Regions from separate parts of the Canis lupus genome. Here region 1 is linked to region 2. The links are chromatin contacts, called in public Hi-C maps. All regions are on one chromosome and are shown on one strand. The core of a region is the stretch at or near the end of the contact, and the rest is flanking DNA. Distances in the headings are between cores, read along the strand shown.

Region 1 (5,985 bases), core at 1,279-3,778, 290 kb after region 2:
GGACTGTGATATTTAGTAATCCTTTCATACAAAAGAAATCGTCAGCACATGAGCCCTTGTGGAAAGTAAGAGGCAGCAAAATAAAATCAAGACCATTAAACTATCTCCTCTTAGGTTTCTCCACTTCAACTTTTTGCTCCTTTTAGGTGGCATGCCCAACAAATACATCTGGTTTCTTAATAGTCAGGAAGGTGAGCTTCAGATTTAGACTTGCCTGCATGCAAATCCTGACATCCATCACTGGCTGTGTCATCTTTGCCAGTTAATCTCCTTTTGCCCCATCTCCCTCGTCCCTAAAAAGGAAGCGATGTCCATTACTTCCTGGAGTCTGTTGGAAGGGTTAAATGAGATATGCACGTACAGGAGTTAGAATTCATGAATGTTAGGTTGTGGTCATTATCATCCTTGATAAGCTGGACATTTTAATCCTTTTTACTTCTGGAAAGAAAACCAGACACCTGCATTTTGTGTTCTAGTTCTTAACATTAATAGTGGACAGAACAGAGTATGGACATGAAATACCAGCAATGGCTTTGCTACAAAACGGGATCATTGTTTGGGTCCACAGACCAAAAGCCTAATTTACAGAAGGGTAAGTATGAAGTTGCAGGGAAGAGTCCTCATCCAAGGCAACGTGGACAGAGGAACATTTGGACAAAATTGTCTAAGTGCTTTATAGTTAAATGAAGAGCCATGGTACTTTAATTCAGGAGTTCCAAGTGAAGATATATAAATATATGAGAATTAGTGGGGAATGAAGTCACCAGAGACTCCTATCCTGAGGTACTTTATACCTGTATTAATTAGCTAATTCAATTTGCATGTAGATTCGAGTGCAAATGGCACATTTGGAAAACAAATGTTATGGTAGATAGCAAATAATTAGCTTCGGAATTTGTTTTAGTCAGCACAGGCTGCCATAACAAAATACATCAACTGGGTGGTTCAAACAACAGAACTTTAGTTTCTCACGGTTCTGGAGACTGAAAGTCCCAAATCAGATGCCAGGCAACTGGCAAGGGCCCTCTTCCCAGCTTGTAGACTGACAACTTCTCGCTACGTCCTCATATGACACACACACAGAGAAACACACTCATACAGAGGAAGAGTCTCTCTGCTATCATAAGGGCACTAATCCTGTCATGAGGGCTTCATCCTCAGGACATTATTTAACCTAATTATCTCCAGATAATGGCCCCCACCTCCAGATACCATCACATTGGGAAGTAGAGCTTCATCACATGAATTTGGGGAGACGCAATTCAGTCCATAGAAGAATTCATAGCATAATTCATGACTTGAACTGTGGTTTGCTCCCTACCTGTGTTCTTCATGCCTGTTAGCATGGTTCAGATGGAGTAAGTTATTTGATATTTCTTATTGTGCATGCACACACCCGGGCAGGGCATACAGCTTAACAGCAAAGCCACTCAAGTGGGCAGAATTTCTTTACCTACCACTTAGCCACGCTCCAGCTCTTCTTCTATCAGACAGAGGAAATTAGGAAAGTGGCAGGAATTGTATCACCCTGAAAAAAAGTGTGAGACTGGAAAGGGCATAAAAGAACCTGGGTGAGTCCTCTTCCACAGCCCTCCTTAACACTGTTTTGGTCTCCCTTGGACTGACAGAGATATGTTGAGGGTTGGCGAGAGGGGTAGTGGGGAAAGTGGGAGAAAAAGAGGAACTGGGAGGGAAGAATCAGGCAATTAGCATATGAGTGAGAAAGCAGAAATAAAAGTCAACAAACCACAGAAAGAAGACCCTCACAGCCCAGGCTCCACCCAAGCTTTTCTCATGGGCCCAGGTGCGGAAGTCCTATCCCCAGCACCAGGCACCAGCAGTGTCTGAAGGAACCTGCTGACCCGGAGAAGGAAGAGGCTGCCTGCTTAGAGGAAAGGAACTTCCAGATGCCGGGAGAGGCAGCCGGGCCCTGAGCCCTGAGGCCAGGCCTCTCTGTCTCCCGGCTACCATGGAGGACGGTAAGCTCTGTCTGCTGTGTGGAGGACTTCTGCTGAGTGAGGTGAAAGTGGTCCAGGAAACAGAGGGTGGGGAAGCTCTAAAGGAGAAGTAAAGAGCTGGGAAGAGCTCCATCTTTTGAAGGGGATGCCCTGGGCTACCCAGGAAGGCTGCCTCAGATCTTCATCAAAAGAGTTATTAACTCTGCTTCTTCTCATTGTCCGACCCTGGCAAATCCCTCACCCAGAATCCGCCAGCCTTCATCCAAATGCACGCAAAGCTGGAGAGAGAAGTGGGCAGGAGGTGGCCGATTAGATAAAAAGTGAGAGGTGACAGGCATTGCCAGGCAAGTGGACAAGACAGGAGATGGTGTGACTGAATGAATCACTAGCCTGGCGCCAGGCGAGGGCCTTTGCCCTGAGGAACCACATCCCCCTGCAGCGTCCAGGCCACTTCCTGTGCTGCTCACCAAGAACAAATCGCCCAGGTTAACCTCACTTCCTCTTCCGCTCAGCTTTGCAGGCTGGTAAACCAAGGGACACGTACAGAGCACACGTGAGCCGTAGCAAGGCTCTGGAACCAGGAGTGACGTGGCCCTCGGGGCTGACCCGGAGGGCCGTCCCTGAATCATGACACCTTGGGCACCACGTTTACCCACAGGAGGCCTCTCCAGGTTGTGCTGAAATGCTTCGCATTTCTCCTGGCTACTGGGAGGGAGTCAAAGGGAGAGGCCTTGTCAAGTGTTTGGTTGACACCGAAGTCAGGAGACAGCATTAATAGGTCAGCTGACAGGAACAAGATTCAAAGAGATCTAGACAGGTTAGAATGATGGATCTCTGCCAACAGGATGAAAGATAGAATCCAGAGTTAAGTTCGGGCAATTAGATGCATCAGGTAAAGGAGAGGCAGGTTCATGCGTGAAAGATGAATGCAGCGGTTCTGGTTGGTTGTACACTTGATATGAATGACTAGCATGACATATTCGTTAGCAAGGAGAGAGAAGTGGTTTTTTTGCTGCTTTATATTGCATGGGTATAGTGGTCATATACGAAATAAAGGAGAGAATTATCCCACAGGATTCTTCATATTGAGTTCCAGTTGAGATGCCTCAAATTAAGCAAACATTCACTGGAAAGTGCTGGTGAGGGGGTCCAGAGGGGACAGAAATGATTGCAGCAGCTGGAGCAGACTCCCCGAGGACTGGGAATTCGAGCAGGTGTGGGGAGGATGAGAGAGCCGTATTCAAAAATGTGAAAGTGACATTGAAGAGAAAATTCAATGGATGATGCGGAACTCCAGATTACGAGGAAGTGGAAATTTCAGACAGAAAAGCATATTCCTCCTCAATATACGTTAGAATTAATTGCCATTTTGAGCTACTCTAATAAAGAATTTGCTGTGACTCCAAAGTCCTATGCTGAATCTGTTAGGGATGATGTGGAGGGGACTGGGTGGGCACCCTAGGTACCTTTAGGTCCCTTCCACTCTGAGGTTTCATTTATTTCACTTACCAGATATGTATTGAATTTCTACGTACCATGGTGAGCAAGTTTCTAGGTCCTGTAGTCCCTGCTTTCTTGACACTTACACATATAATCTATGAGGGGGAGACAGACCATCAACAAGGAAACAGCAACACGCAAATGACATGTTATGCAGAAAGCAAACAGGGTGCTGAGGCAGAGAAGAGCAGGGAAGGATCTCTTTAAGTAGTCATGGAAACTCTCACTGAGGGGATACTTCAGCTGAGACCCCAAGAGCTAGGGGCGAGGCTTTTTAAAGAACTAGGAAAACACGGCAGGCAGAAAGTACAAGGTGAACAATAGACTTAAGGGGAAGACAAGCCCAGCACAGTGAGGCAAGGAGAGCAGGTCAGGATGGAGGGCACACAGGGGCGGGGAGGACAGTGCAGAAGGTGAGAGAGAGAACCAGACAGGGTCAAGGTCACATGGGCAGCCTCCCCCCGCCCCCCACCTCCCCAGCATGAGCCAGGATGAGGATTTCAACGTTTCTCGAAGTTCAGTGGAGAGCCACCAAAGCATTGTCAGCAAAGAGTAGCAGAATCTGATTCATGTTTTTAAAAGGTTAGTGAGTGGGGCACCTGGGTGGCTCAGTGGGTGAGCATCTGCCTTTGGCTCAGGGTGTGATCCCAGGGTCCTGGGATTGAGTCCTGCATCAGCTTCTCCCTTTGGCTGTATCTCTGCCTCTCTCTGTGTATCTCTTATGAATAAATAAATAAAGCCTTAAAAAAAAAAACCTTAAAAAAATAAAATAAAAGATTAGTGAGTTCTGGAAGACCATTCTAACAGACAGAGGCTGTTCTGCTCCAGCTCCTAGGTTAACTCGGCAAGGAAATGGAAGGGGAGCTAGCCTGAAATCTGCTGGAGTTTGCTCAGCCAAGCCCAAAGATCCCAGCACCTAGGGAGGCTCACAGCAAAAGTCTTTGGAGTGGATTCTCCATTTTCCACTTGAGAACCTGGGATCTTCCCTAGTGACATTTGTTACTCCTGAGGAAATTCAATTCAGCATGACACCAGAGCACGTGCACATGGTCACCGAGGTCCTGAGACTAGGGCATCTGGAACTCCAAAAAGGCAAGGGCTTTAGGGAATGAATGAGAAGGGTCCTTGCTTTCCAATGATATTTGGAATTTGGGTAGACGATAAGGTCAGAATTAAGCAAAATAACTAGTATAGAATTAAGGAAAAAAGGGGAAAAGGTATTCTTGCTATAAGGTTTGGAATGACATACCAAAAAGTGGACAGGAGGAAAAAAGAAAATAAAAGGAAGAATGAATGATAGGAAGATCAGGGTTAAATAGCTGGATTGAGAAGCGAAGGAGTTTATGTTATTTTATTTTAAAGGTTGTATTTATTTATTCATGAGAGACACGGAGAGAGAGAGAGGCAGAGACACAAGCAGAGGGAGAAGCAGGCCCCAGGCAGGGAGCCTGACATGGGACTCGATCCTAGGATCCCAGGATCATGCCCTGGGCTGAAGGCAGGCGCTAAACCACTGAGCCACCCAGAGATCCCCCAAGAAGTGAAGGAGTTTAAGAGGTGCTGTGGTAGAGGTGTGGAGATATGGGTTCTCCAGCTGTTTTTCCACCAACAGGCTAGCAGCATTGCACACTGTACAGAAAAATGGGGAAAAAAAGAAAAGAGCTGCCAATAATCCTGCCATCTTAAATAAGCATGATTATTGTTTGGGTCATTCCTTCCTTATTTTTTCTTATGCATCTGCTCTTAATGTAAAGACATCTGGATTTTTTTTTTCAATCAAAGGAGTAACACATGTGAGTTGCACAAAGTAAGAATTGCACCCATCTCCCAACCCAACCTCTCAGAGCCATAGGAATGGAACTCAACAGTGTATTAGTCTTAGAAGTTAATAGTTTCTTGTGGGGCACCTGGGTGGCTCAGTCGGTTAAGCATCTGACCCTTGGTTTTGGCTCAGGTCATGATCTCAAGGTCCCGAGATCCAGCACTGGCCCCCCTCACCCCACTTCAAGCCCTGTATGGAGCCTCTCATGTAATCCTGGGCTAGCCCCATGGAGCCTGCTTAAGATTCTCTCTCTCCCTCTCCCTCTGCCCCTCCAGGCATCCCACACACTGAGGGGTTCTCCTCTCTCTAAAAAAAAGTTAATACTTTGGTAGTTAAATATTTTTCACGTGACCCGGATCATAGTATGTATACAAGTTTGTTACTTAACGTTATACAAACCATTACTCTTTCTTTGATCTCCTTGGATTAATAACAATTGATGTCATTTTTACTTAAGTTTTAGTTGAAGTTCCATTCAAAGGAAAGGAACAAAGGAAAAGCCTTTCAAAACCATTGAAAAGGGGCACCTGGGTGGCTCACTCCTTGAGCGTCTGCCTTCGACTCAGGGCCTGATCCCAGGGTCCTGGGATTGAGTCCCACATATGGCTCCCCGCAAGGAGCCTGCTTCTCCTTCTGCCTGTGTCTCTGCCTCTCTTTGTGTCTCTCATTAATAAATAAATAAAATCTTAAAAAAAAATCGAAAAA
Region 2 (6,744 bases), core at 132-2,631:
TGAACAATGAGCTAGGAAAGAAAGGCTATGTCAGGTGATGGTGGGTGTTGTGGAGAAAGATAAAACTGTATAGGGCAGATGGAGCTGGGGTAGCAGGTGATTTGCTCTTCTACTTAGGGATGCCTGAGAAAACCTCTCAGATGAGATGGCCTTTGAACAGAGAGCTGAAGGAAGTGAAAAATCGTGCAGTTGTTTGGGGAACAGCCAATGCAAAGGCCCTCCAGTCGGGTAATGCTAACTGTGGTGGCGAACAAATCCCCCAACTTCATAATAAAATTATGGTGCAATAAATGTCTATCTCTTGCTCATGTTCCAGTCCAGGGTCATGCTGCTGGTTGATAGCAGCATTCTTCCTCTGGGTCCAGAGACACACATGCCTTCTATCCTATGGCTTTCCCATTCCCACAGACCTCAAAGACCTCCCCATGAAGTGGGTAGCTGGGGAGTAGGGAAAGCACAAAGGATTCTTAGGACGTGTACCTCCAGGTGGAAGTGTCAAGCACCACTCCCTGCACTTCCTGTTATGCACCAGAGGTAGGAACCGGTCAGGAGGCTGCCCCTGAATGCCAGGGGTCTGGCTGGGCCGCTGCCTCCCAGCAACCAGGCCATGCTACGGTTGGGCATACTGGGGGGCCAGCTCACCACCTTTGCCTATGAAGGGTACAGTGCTTGGCAGTTTGAGGCTAAGTAAGGAGGCTGGTGTGAGTGGGCAGAGGGAGCCAGGTGAAGGGAACAGGTGGGAGAGGTGATAGCATGGGTGCCGGGCTGTCGATGTAGGGCCCTGTAGGTCACTTTAAGAATATTATAAGATAGTTTTACTATCTATGGAATGGAAGCCCTCGGAGGGTTTTGAGCAAGGCAGTGGCATGAAACGACTTACACTTTGAAGAGGTGCCCTGGCAGCAGTGTGGAGATGAGACTGCAGAGGATGGGGGGACATGGGTGGGCAGAAGCGGGCAGTGCCGCAGGGGTGAGGTGATGCCGCCCCGGACCAGGCGCCAGGGCAGGGTGAGTGCAGAGCCATCTATCTAGAAAGAGCTCCACCCAGTATAGGACTCCAACCTCTCATCTGCTCTCATCTACTCTCTGGGAAAGAGGTCAGAGAGTATTTTTAGGCTTTACCGGCCACGTGGTGTCTGCTACTACTCAACCCTGCCCTGTAGGGTGAAAGCAGCCATCAACAACATGGAAATGAATGAGCATGGCCTTGTTCCAGTACAGCTTTAGTTACAAAAACAGGCGATCAGCTGGTGAAGTTTGCAGACCCCCCAGGATCCCCGTCACAGGGCATTGGTCTCCTTTAGTCATACGCTCCTGGTGGAGGCGGTGGCCCTGGTTGCGGAGCAGAACATGACTGAGAGCTCTGTTACTGCTGAGAGTCTGTGCGACAGCCACTCCCCACGAGCTGAATTTCTCGTAGTAACCCTTGTGGTGTAAGAATGAATCACGGCTTCCCACTGCCTTTGAGCAAGTTCTCTCTTGACAAAGGAAATGGCTTTTGGCAAGCCCCTTTTTTATTATAGTTTGGGCTCATCAGCTATTCTTCTATAACTAAATACCTTTATTATGTGTAATTAAGGCAGCAACTGAGAAGAGATGCAAATGTGCTCTTAAAAACCCAGCGTCGCCGAGAGCTCTGCAACCTTTTAAAAGAGCAAGTTTCAGCCGAAACGCATTGGGCACATGCCAAGACAGGAAGAGGACAGAGTAAAAGCTAAGGGGAGGCATTAGAAGACAAGGGGGCTGCAGCCGGGGGTTGAGAAACTCAGGCCAGTGCAGCCAGTGGTCCCCCCTGTGAGCTGAGCGCTGAGCGGGCTGGGAGCCCCAGGGAGCAGCCTTAAGGGCCAGCAGGCTCTTCACCCCCTGCAGTGGCTGCCCTGCCCCAAAGTTCAAGTCCTGTAGCCACAGAAATAGAGCAGCCTGCCGTTTCCCCAACTTTCTGGATATTTTCTTTCTTAGAGTTTCTTCCACTTCTTTGCACTGCGAGTTGTATAGGTTATATTGCAGAGATATTTAACTAAAGAACACAGAAAGCTAAAGGATCTCTTTATAAAAGCTTCCCCCGAGGGGTTTCTTGTCTCATTCAAAGTATTTGTACAAGCATCCTGTCTCAAGCTTCATTAGGAAAAACTAAAATCAGGTACTCACAGTCCACAGCATTATAAACAGTGATGGAAAATCCATAGTTTAGGGAATAGATCTTAATCAGGTCAGACCATTTGTGTGGATTGGTCAACACGGGGAAGATTCTGGCATCTTAGAAGGAAGAGAAGATCTCCTTGCCTCCTTTGGGATGAGGGACAGAAGCCAGAAACGATCCCTTTGTATGGCACAAGCTTGCCCAACCAAACCTTCTGCGGTGGTGCAAACATCCGGCACCTTCACTATTCAGGAGGTTGGCCACTGGCCCTGATGTGTGGCTACTGAGCACTTGAAATGTAGTCGGTGCGGCTAGGCCATTAAACCACACACTGCAGGGACACCTGGGGGGCTCCGTTTGTTAAGCAACGGCCTTCAGCTCAGGATCCTGGGATAGGGCCCTGGGATTGAGTCCCGGGAGCCTGCATCTCCTTCTCCCATTGCCCTTCACCTCTGCTCATGCACACGCGCCCTCTCTCCTTCTCTCAAATAGATAAATAAAATCTTAAAAAAAAACAAAACAAAAAACCACATTCTATTCTAGTGACCTTGTACCTAAACATGTAGCTCTGGTAGCCAGTGAGCACTATATGGGACAGAGTGGCTGCAGTGTGTTGGTTAAGAGCTTGGGCTCAGGAGTCAGACCCAGGTCTCGATGCTGGCTTCCCACTTTCTGTGACCAGGCCAGATGCTTCCTGCCACTCGTCCTTGACTTCCTCATTTGCAAGCTGGGAACGACTGTGCCTCTTCATGGAGTAGCTCTGAGAATGAGGTGAAGGCACGGAGATAAAGCACCTGGCATGGTGCCAGCCAGAAGGTAAACACTCTGTACCTGCTTACTGTGTTGGTTGGTCTCTGGGAAGCTCCTTAAAGGACCCATACGCATCTTCGAGATGTTTCAGAGAGGTTGCAGCTAGGGCACTTGTGCTGGTTTCTCTCACTGAGTCTTCCCTGGTGTTAAGTGATTCCCTATTGCATTTGACTAGGAGTGAGAGATGAAGGGGGGCAGAAGGAGAGCCAGAGGCCATCAAACCAGACTCTGACTCCTGCTGATCATCTTTGTGGAGGCAAAGACTGCTAGTTGCTCACTCAATCTTTGGGTGGCAGTGTGGCCAGCTAAAAGTTCCCAGGCTGTTCTGCAGTTAGGGGTAGTCAATAAGATGTGAGCAGATATGTGAGTTGCGACTTTCAGGAAGCCTTCAGAGTCATCAGAGAGTTTGTAAATGCCCTTTTGCCTTTTGCCCATTCACCTTTCCTCCTACTTTCTATCTGGAAGGCCAGGCATGATGGCTGGAGCTCCAGCAGCCTTGAGGAGCTGTCCTTGTGGATGAAAACCCTGAAGTGCTAAAGATGAAAGAGCACAAATAGAAGAGGCCTGGGTTCATGGACACTATAAAACCAGCATACCAGCCTGGGACCGCTCACCTCCAAATTTCTCTTATATACAAGAAAACTTTGTATCGGGGCACCAGGGTGGCTTAGTCAGTTAAGTGTCTGCCTTTGGCTCAGGTCATGATCTCCAGGTCCTGGGATTGAGCCTCATGCCTGGCTCTCTGCTTGGTGAAGAGCCTGCTTCTCCCTCCCTCTCCTCCTGCCACTCCTCCTTCATATGCTCTCTCTTGCTCTCTCAATCAAATAAATAAAATCTTTCTTAAAAAAGAAAATTTGGTTCTGTTTATGCCATTATTCCTTTTATTTTCTTATATGTGGCAGAACCTAATATCAGCTGTGACTAATTATTCCTGAGCAGTGATTAAATCTACCAGCCTCGGTTCTATGGCATATGTTTGATGAAAAGAAAGCTGGAGATCAATTCAGTCCTTGTTTCCTCATTCCGCCTGCAGGGGGCACCTAAACTCACTGCAACATTAGAAATCATCTGTTCTGGCCAATCTCTTTTTTATTTATTTTTTAAAGTTTTTATATATTTATTTGACAGAGAGAGAGCAAGAGCCTAAGCAGGGGGAGCGGCAGGCAGAGGCAGAGGGAGAAGTAGGCTCCCCGCTGAGCAGGGAGCCCAATGCAGGGCTCTATCCCAGGACCCCAGGATCATGACCTGAGCCGAAGGCAGACGCTTAACCACCTGAGCCACCAAGGTGCCCCCCCTCCTTTTTTTAATCAAGCCTGTTTACTATTTTTTCTCCTTCTGATCCTGTGTTTCAAAATAAGGTCCCCCTCCCCACCATCAATTCAGTTATAATTGGTTTACTCATCATGACAATCATTTAACAACCGTAGTGGACATTTGTCCCGGGGTGGGGGGGGGGGGGGGAGGCTGTCCAGCTGCTGATCCTCTTTCTACATTTGGGGAACTCTCCTAACACAATAGAGGTTCCGAGGACCTGATACTCGCTGTCCCTGTCATATGCTGGACGTGAGCACAGAAAGCTGAAGATGAACTAACTGGATAGTCTGACTCAGGACTTTACATCCAGAGTGATGGGCGCCAGGCACCAGCCATGGTTTGGGATTCATTCCTCAGGCAGCAACATTCTGTGCTCTAACATGGTGGTTCCAGGGGCTCCGTCCGTGTCTAGTGCCCAGCGGCCCTCTAACCGGGCTGCTGCTGTGCTGTGAGCCTGACTGAGCACCCCACGGCTCAGCTTTCTCTGCTTACTGCCCATTTCCAGAGCCTGGCCCTCCTGCTTTTCTCTTTCTTCTGGAGCCAGCTGACATTCTTCTGACATGCTTATTTTTTGCTTAAGTCAATCAGACTTGGTTTCTATTCTTTACAATCAAGAATCCTGACTGATGCACATGCTGAGCAACATGATTTTACCTGTGATACCACACAGGACTGCTATCCTTCCAGCCAGATAAGGAGACAGTGTTTACCTTAGCTAGTGCAGCCTTAACTGTATACTTTCTTTTAAACTTTTAAAAACACCCAAGTATTGTTTACTCTGTTTCTTCATTTTCCCCACTGTGAGTATTTAAGGACTGGGAACTCAGACCTGGAAACCACTGATACCATTGCATTTCCTCATTTTACAGATGACAAATGGAAGCCCAAAGAACTTCTCAGTGAGGGTCACTAGCCATTGGCTCTTGCACTTGCTTGGCCTGTAGACACGCTCTCCCAAGGAGCTCAAAGTCAGGTAGGAGGGAGGGTGATTCGAGTGCATGCAAAATTCTACTCTTCTGGAGAAGAGTTCTGGGAGAACCACAAAGACCCAGATATCATGGAAGAGGGCAGGTGAAGATATTCAGAAGAGACATGTGAGTGACGGTGAGAAGGGCAGGAATGGGAGTTTCAAGAACCCGTGCACAGTGAACGAAAGCAGGAATGTGGCAAGGCTGCCAGTAGCACTGCAGATGTGAACCTCTGTTCTGGACCAGGTAAGGAGGTGTGCCCAGAACAAGGTGAGGTACAAGAGTAAGGAACTCAAGAGGACGTTTGGTAGAAAGCTTCCAAAGTCAGAGAGCAAAATCAATACGTGCCTGCATCCTGCTTTAAGAGTGAGTGATCAGAAACATCTGAACATGAGAAATAAATTTTTGAAAGACCATTCACTTTAAAAATGGATTCTTGGGACACCCAGGTGGCTCAGAGGTTGAGCGTCTGCCTTTGGCCCAGGGCGTGATCCCGGGATCCGGGATCGAGTCCCACCTCAGGCTCCTTGCAGGAAGCCTGCTTCTCCCTCTGCCTGTGTCTCTGCCTCTCTCTGTGTCTCTCATGAATAAATAAATAAAATCTTTTAAAAAATTAAAAAAATAAAAATGGATTCTTCACTTTAAAGAGACAAAGACACATCTATTTGCCAGGGTACAGGAATTTTTGCTTTCCTGGTTTATTTTCTATGTTTTAAGGCGGAGTTATTCTTCCCATCTCACAGATTAGAAACCAAAGCTCAACAGGTGACACATTCAGTCAAAGTGACAGTTTATAGGAGGTGGACCGAGATGTCTGGCTCCAAAGGCCCCGTTTCCTGTCCTGTCCGGCTGCCTCCTACAGAGCTCCTTGAAACAACCAACACTCGAGATGCATTTGGAAGGCACTTCTCACCGGAGAGACTCAATTTACAAAAGATTAGATTTGCCCGTGATTCTGAAAACACATCCGTTGCCCAAAGCATTATGCAACATTATAAGGATAAATAGCTTGGGTCCCCTACAAAAAAGAGGGAAATAATAGAGGAAGTGTGGTTAATTAATGCAGTAGGAACTGAGACACTACAGGAGCAGAAGAACATGCACTCCCGGAATATGATACAATGAGCGGCTTCATTAGGAAGACAATTGATGTGGTAGGAGAGATAATAGCAAGAGAGAGGAAAACGTAAAAACAAATTAGTCTACTAGAAAACACCAATTTGGAAATATTTCATAATGATGGATTTGTAAGAAATCCCTCTGCAGTAAACAGCCACAGAACTCTTGCTTGTAGAGATCTTAAGAAATAGGTCAGCTTCTCCAGGTTGGGCAGGTTTATGTGTGATTTTTCCTCTTCCAGGGGGAAGGGGGTGGCTGGGGATTTTCAAAGGCTCCCTTTAGTTTAGGATTCTAAGATTCCACTTATGGGCCTTTCTGTGACTATCACTTTTTAAAGCTGGTTAACTGGCTCTATTTTTTCCCCCTCTGATTCCCCACAGGGCTTGAACTGAA

What was found. Hi-C and Micro-C count contacts between places; a contact is called where the count stands out from the background.
Region 1: a Hi-C map of blood shows a contact between it and region 2, with 5 times the contacts expected there. The contact joins two enhancer-like sites. A contact is called at or near these places in 2 of 9 Hi-C or Micro-C datasets (both in blood).

What each region holds. Positions count from the first base shown.
Region 1 is chr17:54,964,058-54,970,042 of UU_Cfam_GSD_1.0, forward strand. It overlaps LOC119869821 (a long non-coding RNA gene), which reads left to right. Exons shown (of 3, transcript XR_005372638.1): 2 at 1-1,979; 3 at 3,033-3,303. Among named protein-coding and RNA genes, the nearest start is that of TTF2, 8.0 kb to the right of the region's middle. Within about 2 kb of position 2,529, at least 4 of the 20 cell types and tissues checked have an H3K27ac peak or open chromatin away from gene starts, as enhancers often do. A contact at or near this core is called in blood, where this site is marked.
Region 2 is chr17:54,677,765-54,684,508 of UU_Cfam_GSD_1.0, forward strand. No RefSeq gene overlaps it. Among named protein-coding and RNA genes, the nearest start is that of CD2, 18 kb to the right of the region's middle. Within about 2 kb of position 1,382, at least 7 of the 20 cell types and tissues checked have an H3K27ac peak or open chromatin away from gene starts, as enhancers often do. A contact at or near this core is called in blood, where this site is marked.